2 separate regions of the Danio rerio genome follow, and region 1 is linked to region 2. A link is a contact called in public Micro-C data. All regions are on one chromosome and are shown on one strand. The core of a region is the stretch at or near the end of the contact, and the rest is flanking DNA. Distances in the headings are between cores, read along the strand shown. Region 1 holds the start of si:dkey-148a17.5. Region 2 overlaps slc9a5 (solute carrier family 9 member A5).

The links. A called contact is a pair of places that touch in the nucleus more often than the background predicts.
Region 1: a contact with region 2 is called in a Micro-C map of caudal fin, with 4 times the contacts expected there. The contact joins the promoter of si:dkey-148a17.5 here to the enhancer-like site in region 2. A contact is called at or near these places in 2 of 18 Hi-C or Micro-C datasets (caudal fin and fibroblasts).

What each region holds. Positions count from the first base shown.
Region 1 is chr7:34,894,270-34,898,411 of GRCz12tu, forward strand. It overlaps si:dkey-148a17.5, which reads left to right and starts at 1,958. Exons shown (of 1, transcript NM_001328693.1): 1 at 1,958-3,390. The coding sequence starts at 1,991. The coding sequence ends at 3,010.
Region 2 is chr7:34,755,752-34,759,778 of GRCz12tu, forward strand. It overlaps slc9a5 (solute carrier family 9 member A5), which reads left to right. Exons shown (of 16, transcript NM_001113472.1): 9 at 421-491; 10 at 609-735. Among named protein-coding and RNA genes, the nearest start is that of plekhg4, 9.4 kb to the right of the region's middle. Within about 2 kb of position 1,265, at least 2 of the 62 cell types and tissues checked have an H3K27ac peak or open chromatin away from gene starts, as enhancers often do. A contact at or near this core is called in caudal fin, where this site is marked.

The sequences.
Region 1 (4,142 bases), core at 708-3,207, 140 kb after region 2:
TGGCCCAGTTCAGGCCTAGTTATGGGTTGTTAACTTGGCTGAGACTTGGCCCAGATGTGGTCCATGTTTGGCCCTTGTGTGGAAGTCAGACTTGGTCCAATCGTGTACCGTAATTCACGGCAGCATATGGGCCTGGCAAAAGCTGATTGTGTGAGCCAGAGAAATTTTGCTATGTGGGACTGAAGCGGCTCAGCTACTTATTGACTTATCCATGTGTCTTTGTAACCATACAACGTGTCAATCATTTTAGATGAACGCACTGATCAGTGTATTTATTCACAGTGAATCCAAAATTGCAAACTGTCTGATTAGGTGCTTCTTCATGGGTATGAAAAGGTATGTTTTATATAAGATGAATATGAGCAGTGACGTGAAGTGACACAACTGATGCTTGTAGGTCACGCGACAGAATGACAACATGAATTTGGGAATGATATTTTCAACATGTCGCATGATGACCTACCAGCATCAGTTTTGTAACTTCACTTCCATTTACAAATATTCTCAAAAGGCCTCATATAGAAAAGTGAGGTGTCCAGTTGTGCACTGAAGTGAAAATTGTCAAGTATACCCATGAAATTGAAACCTGTCTTCTGTATTTTACTCATCCAAATGCATAAACACATTATGAGTGAGAAGTGAAAACATACACATCCTACACACACCCAGAGAAGTGGCCATTGCTTGCAGTGCAATTAGAATTTGCTCAAAGGCAACACAATGGATACTGAAGGTGGCACTTGCTGCACTCCCCCAAATTCAACTGCTGGGTACTTGGAATTGAACCTGCAATCTATGGATTACCAATCTGACTTTCCAATCATTTGGCCACAAATGCAGAATCTCAATTGAAGTATTAGCAGTTGAACACAGACGTACACAGCTTGCATACTGTTTTTGACTTACACCGTAAAAATGCTGGGTTTTACATAATCGATTTGTGTTAAGACAACATGAAGGAATTAAGTTAACTTATTAGTTTCTGAAATTTAAGTGGATTGAACATAAAACAATTAAGTTGTTCCAAAAATTGAAAAGTTGTGTTGTTTTAGCTCATTTTAAATAAGTCATTTCAACAAACATCATTTTTGAGTGCACTATATTGCAGAGAAGTTTGTGATTTTGGGGTTTTAGTTTTGTCCGAGTTCACCGTATCATGCCCACGTTCTTAAACAGTCAAGTTTCTATTGGAGATGTTCATGAATGTCCTTTTATTTTAACTGCATATTGTTACTTTTGTCATCTTTCATGTTTCATGTAATGTAGACTTGACAGTGCTCAAGTCTACTTGCCCAAACTGGATCCGTCAACTTTACCCACATAAGTGACAAGAGTTCATTCCTAATACTTTGTCCTGACCCCGCCAATACCCTAAAACACAATCCTAACCATAACTTACCCCTAGAACATGGAGGAAAGGATTGGTGAATAAGAACTGTAGACAACCTTTTTTTTAACCCTGTAACAATTTTCATCAAATCTGATTGGTTGATTGGAATGTTGGGAATCCCCCCACCTTTACTTAGGACACTGCCCCCCGCTCTTCACTTATGGGGCTCAGTTCTAATATTTGTTCATAGGGCCCAGAATTGATGGCAACACCCCTGATCCTAGTGTATCCTTACTACATCCTCTGTAAAGGCCTTGTATTTTTGACAGAAACTCTGGAGGGTGGTGCTCGTGTGTGATGGTGACTCATTTCTGACAAAGTCATGACAATTCCCAGGTTCCCTGCATTTGTCCTTTTGGTTTTGTTTTACAGTAAATTCTTACTTATCTCAATCTGTATCCTGCTTGTTCATACAGATCGGTTTTCAGTAGGTAAAGCACAACATAATTACGAAAGAAATGACTTCTGTAAAGCGTGGGCATGCCACTTGTCTCCTCCTCTTTCTGTCATATTGTCAAAAACGGGTTGCTTTGCAAGCTAAAACATACGGAACTCAAATGCAGTTTCAGTCAGAACTGTGATTCTCTGAAACTGGACAACATGAACAGTTCCTCTCTATCTGGTGAGACTGACGCAGAGCAGGATGGTTGGTCGACTGCAGGGAGCACTGCTGCCTGTGTGATCCTGGCTGTGTGTTTTCTAGTGGGCACCCCGGGGAACCTGCTGGTGGTGTGGACCATCCTGAAGCATGTAAAACAGCGTTCACACACGGTGCTGCTCATCCTTCATCTGTCCATTGCAGACCTTCTGGTGCTGATCACCCTGCCGCTGTGGATCTACTCGCTGGCCCGGTCCTGGGTGTTCGGAAAGGCTGCCTGTAAAGCCATGGTCTACATCATCTATTCCTGCATGTATAGCAGCGTCTTCATCATCACCATCATGAGTGTGGAGCGATTCCTGGCTATCAGGTACCCATTCAAGATGCTGTCCTGGAAAAATGAGACGGCCATGTTCAGACTACTGCTAGTGACCTGGATCCTGTCATTACTTTTGGGGATTCCAGTCATCCTGACCCAGTCTTTAGATGATGAGGATGATGGCACAGGACACTGCCTGCACCGGGTCTACAACTCCTTGTCTTTTGAAGTCTTTTGTATGTGTTTGGAGACTCTTCTTGGCTTTGTCATTCCATTTTTTACACTTGCGATCTGTTACTGCCAAGTTGCCGCACAGCTCCGAAAGGTGCGCTTCAGGGCCAAGAAGAAATCCGTTTTCCTCATTGGTGGAGTGGTCGTGGCCTTCATTTTGTGTTGGCTACCTCATCATGTCCTTAATGTAATAAGTCTGGTGGATATTCTAAGAGGAGAATCAGAAGAAGCATCTGCTATATCAGATAGCGCTATCTTCATTTTTGGATCTCTTGCTTTTATAAGTAGCTCAGTCAACCCTGTGTTGTACGCTTTTGCTTCCAGAACCTTCCATGGAAGTCTGAAGAAGGCAGGGATAGTGAAGCTGTTTCAAGACTTGGGAACACAAACACTTCAAATGAAAGAAGACGCCTTGCAGGGTGGTGGACCGCAGGATGGAAATAACCTGGAAAGTCCTGTTGATGAACAGTAGTTAGAAGTTTGGATATATTTGAAATTGTCAAATTTTTCAGATTACATATATTTGATTTTCTTTTTAGGTAAATAATTGTTTGTTCGAAATGGTCAAAATGGCTTGCATCTTAAATGGCTAAAGCTAGTCAGATGCCATTATATCATGATTTAGTTTTTTGTAATCGACAATGTTGAAGTGTTTTATTTTACACCTTTGTGAATGTTCTTTAACTGCCATAATATATGTTATAATTAATGTTGTTCAAATGACAGGATGTTTTGTTTTTTCATAGTTAAAGGATTTTAGATGTCAAATATTATTTCAAATCTTTGTGATCAGTTTTGTTCATTTACATGATTTTATGAAAGTTGTTTAAATGCCATATTAAATCTGTATATTCAAAGATGTTTAAATGCCAAAATATTTAGCAAAATACCGCAGTACTTGATTTGAGGCAGCAATGGTAACCAATTGCCTACCCTAAAGTAAGAAGCTTACTGGTTTGAATCCCAGCTGGACCAAGAGCTCTTTCTGTGTGCAGTTTGCATGTTCTAATGCTCATATGAGTTTCCTCTATATAGCTCTAAATGGTTGCACTCTCAGTCCTGGGTTGTGGCTGGAAGGGTAACCGCCGGTAAAAATTTTTTACCAGAGAGCAGGTGCACTGTAAAAAATGCTGAGTTCCACACAACTCATTCATTCAAAAAAATTTTTTTTGGAGTGTATGCTCGCATCAACCTGTCTATTGACCCTAAATGCGACAGGTGTCATTCTGGTTCAGCTACTCTTATCCATATGTTTTAGTCTTGTCTTCCCTGCTTTCTTTTTAGAGGCAAATGTTCCTCTCATGGTATTACCACTGTTGATATTCCACCTTGTCCAATTATTGGTTAATTTGGGGTTCTCCCACCTGGCCATACTTTACCCTCTCATTTTGTAGACTTATAGCCTTCTTAACCCTTCTGGCTAGGCTATTAATTCTTCTAAATTGGAGAAGCCATTACCCTCCTTCCCACACTTGCTGGATAAGAAATATTCTTTATTTTATAAATGTAAAGAAAATTAGGTACTCTCTTCACAGACCTAGCACTATTTTGATGAAACTGTGGGAAACCCTTCGCAAACATGTTCAGACTCTTCAGCTTGACCC
Region 2 (4,027 bases), core at 15-2,514:
GCTTAAATTGCAATTTAAAGGCTTAACTCGGTTAATTAGGTTAACAAGGTAGGTTAGGGTAATTAGGCAACTCATTGTATAAGGACGGTTTGTTCTATAGACTATAATAATTAGATTAAGGGGCTAATAAAATTGACTTTAAAATCTTTTTGTTTTTTAACTGCTTTTATTCTAGCCGAACTAAAACAAACAAGACTTTCTCAAGAAGAAAAAATATTATAGGAAATACTGTGAAAAATTCCCTTCTCTGTTAAACATCATTTGGGAAATATTTCACAGGAGGGCTAATCATTTTGATGTCAACTGTATGTATATTTGTTTTTGCCATGCAATTAGCCTTGAATGTAGACATGATGTAATAAATCATCTTAAGTAAATACAAAAATAAAATGAGATAAACATCTATCCTCCTGTCTTCAGGCCTTCGACCACATTCTGGCAGCTGTGGAGGACATCGCTGGACTGAATGGCTATCATCACTGGAGGGACAAGTGAGTGATTCAATACTAAATCTAGATGACAACTGAATCTATTATTAGGATGGAGGATGTGCTCTGCAATTATTCAAGAGCACGGTTAGTGTTTGTAATTCACTTTTTTTTATTTAGGTGGGAGCAATTTGACAAGAACTATTTGAGTAAGTTGCTCCTGAGAAAGTCTGTCTACCATAAGAGTGAACTGTGGGAAGCCTATCAGAAAATCAACATCAGAGATGCCATCAGTGTCATTGATCAGGTAAAATGCTGCCGTTTGCACAGTTTGTCTGCACTATGTCATTCAAGATCAAAGGAAGGATGATAATTGATATTTTACTGACAGTGACATTAGATTTGTGTTTTCAAGTACTTCATATATCCTGGCATTAAAAATATAGTTCACCCAAAAAATCGATGTTTTGAAAAATATCAAAAACTGGTGAACTAACTAACATAGTGTTTGTTTTTCCTACTATAGAAGTCAATGGTCACTGTTTTCTAACATTCTTCAAAATATCTTCTTTTTTGTTCATCATGCTGGCACACTTATTTTCCTGTAAGGGGACAAGGGTATTACAACAAATTTTGGACATGGTGTGATCATATTTATGTGCATTTTTCCATCATGCTTGAATATAATAATAATTATTTATTTCCATGGTACATGTCAAGGAACCTAATTTGATGCCATGTTATAAAAATGCTGTGTCATGGTATATTTTTTTGTAAGGCGTTCCATGTTGTATTATTGTTGTACTGAAAATGTCTTCCACTAGATGGTGTCCACACTCAAAAAATGAGTACTGGTTAAAAACAGACCATTTTCACATTTCTAGATTTCTCAGCAGTGGAAGTCATAATAGTTTGGTAAACCTAGAGAGCAGTGAATGAGAGACTATCACAAAAACGTTTTTTGAACTCCAGTTTGCTCAAATAACAAACGAAAAACTTCTCAAAAGTGTTTTCAGGATTTTCCAAAAAAAAAGAAAAGAAAAGAAAAAAATGTGTGAGACTGAGAACGGCAACTAGAAGACAAAAAAAAACAATATCAACTTTACTATCCTACTCATAGATTACTATCCTACTCACAACATTACAAACACTGTGCATAAGCGTTAACTAGTTATTACAAGTTGTAAATTAATTCGAAATTGATGTAATGTGAAGTTTATAAATGTATTTTTTTTATAAATAAAAATATTAAAAACTTAGTTGCTGATGACCATTTAACAAAGTTTAATTTCTAACTTTTTAATAAATATGACCATTGGTGTAACGTTAGTTCTTATTTATATTTATACTCATTTTTAAATTAATCATAAATCATTTTAAAAAGTCACATGTTATTAAATTACCCCACATTTTGTATTTTAAAAATGTAATTAAAAGTAATAAATGAAAATGTTATTAAAGTGAATACAAATTTAAATTTCTTTTTAATAGACACATTTAAAATATAAATTTTTCTACTGTATAAATCTTTATTAAAAGTCTTTATACAAGAAATATAGATGTCCTGAACTACATTTTAGAATGTTTGTCACAAGAATGCCAGAATTTGGCCGTTTTTAGGCAGACTGAAAACTCTTGTATAAAGAGGTCTTTGGGTTGGTGGAGAGTCTGGTCGGGGGTCCTTGAACCATTAAAGACCGAAAGCCCCCATACTACAACAGTGGGCAGAAAAAGCTCGGAGGTCTTTTCTCAGGCTCAGGAGAGTGGTTTGAGAAGAGCAGAGGATAATTCCTCTCTTTGTTAGGTCCCCTGACGCCACCCTGTCTCTGCCAATACTGCTCCTTTGTAGGCATCCGATACCTGTCAGACGCAACATCAAACCTATCTGCTAAATACTCAGCAGTGGCTTCATACAAAAGGAGTGAAATAAAAAAGAGAAGGGCCTCTGGTAGCGTCATATAATATATTTTATTTCAATCTTTTTTATGGGTCTTTTGTATGACAATACAAATTAAATATTGAGAGGTATACAGTGATGTATTGTCCATTATTAATCCCATCCTCTAACCTCTCATTCATTAACTCAACAAAACAATAAATGCATAAATACCAAATAATTATAATGAATTTAAATAAAAAAATAAAAATAAAAAAACCTTCTGATAAAATGGTAAATGGTACAGGTTGCCGGCACCAGGTGTTATAAGCAGGCCTTTGATGTAATCAAGAAAGAAATCCCAAGTCTTATAAAAGGAATCTAGTGAGCCAGAGAGTGAGCATCTCAGCTTTTCGAGTCAGATTCAGTAAAAAATGTCCTGTAACCACTTGTCATGTGTAGAGGGGGGAAGTGTGTTTCCATTTTAAAAGTATAGGACGTCTGGCTAGAATTGTGATAAAGGCAAGAACCTTACTGTCACAGCCTGTCAAATCAGGTTCAAGGGATACACCAAAGAGGGCTAACAAAGGATCAGGTGGCATATTGATTTAAGGGCTTTATTTAATGTATCAAAAACACCTGACCAAAAGGTGGCCAATAATAAATGTTTTGAAATAAATGATTGTCACATGCCTCCCGATTCATTAGTTTGTTTGCAAGAAAAAAGTAATCTTCCATGTCAGATTCACCTTTTCAATAGTTTCTCTCCCTTTCCCTTTCCTCTGCGCAGAAACAATATGTTAGATCAGAAAAGTTTTATAACACCTGGAATCTTAGTCATGCAGGGCTTTTGTCTTCCGGCGAGATCATTTCCTGCGCCCTTGAGTTTCATAGAGCTGGGCTTCCTGAGAGGAGTTATTAAGCTAATATTAGCACAAGATTGAAAGATAGGGAAACCTCTGTTCTCTTTCAGACCACCCAGTGAAAGAGGAACAGAATTAGGGTCAAAATGTAAAAGTTTCTAACATGTATGAAAAAATAGTCCGTCTTTTCTGCCATGGTTTTGCTTACAGTCTATATATGTTTCACTGAGCTGTGAAGTCAGGTCATTTGGTAAGAGTGCAGAGTAGATTGTTTAAATAATCAGTGGTTGTGTATGTCAAGAAATGATTAGTCAGCTGTAAATGTCATTTGTGAAAAGAGACACCATCAATAAGAAAGGAGAGCGTGGCCCGTATTTATCAAGCCTCTGAGAATTACTCATAAGAACAGTGCTAAGAATTAACTCTAGAGTAAAGAGAGCGAGAGTAACTTTAAAAGTTAACTATCATGCATCTCACACTCTACTCCATTCGGAAGGGTTCATCCCTAAACCCTAACTAACCCCTTCGAAGTGTTTACCCTCAAAGCTTCAAAGGGATTAGGGATGAGAACTTCTGAATGGAACACAGTATGAGACACTAAAACAAATCTAATATTTGTGGGTCCGAAGTGTCCATCAGTTGCACCTTCGAAATAGTTCATTTTGAAGGGTCTTTGATATGGTCAGTTTTGTGCACTTCGTTGTGGAACAGCACTTCAATTTGGCGCCCATGATTGTTTTCACTCTGAAGAGCCTTTTGGAACGCACCTAATGTTGAAATTTAAGTAAAGTGCAGGAGTAAATTTTAAGTCTTAGAGGGACACAAATGGGCTTTTGAGTGATTACATGAACATGTACCAA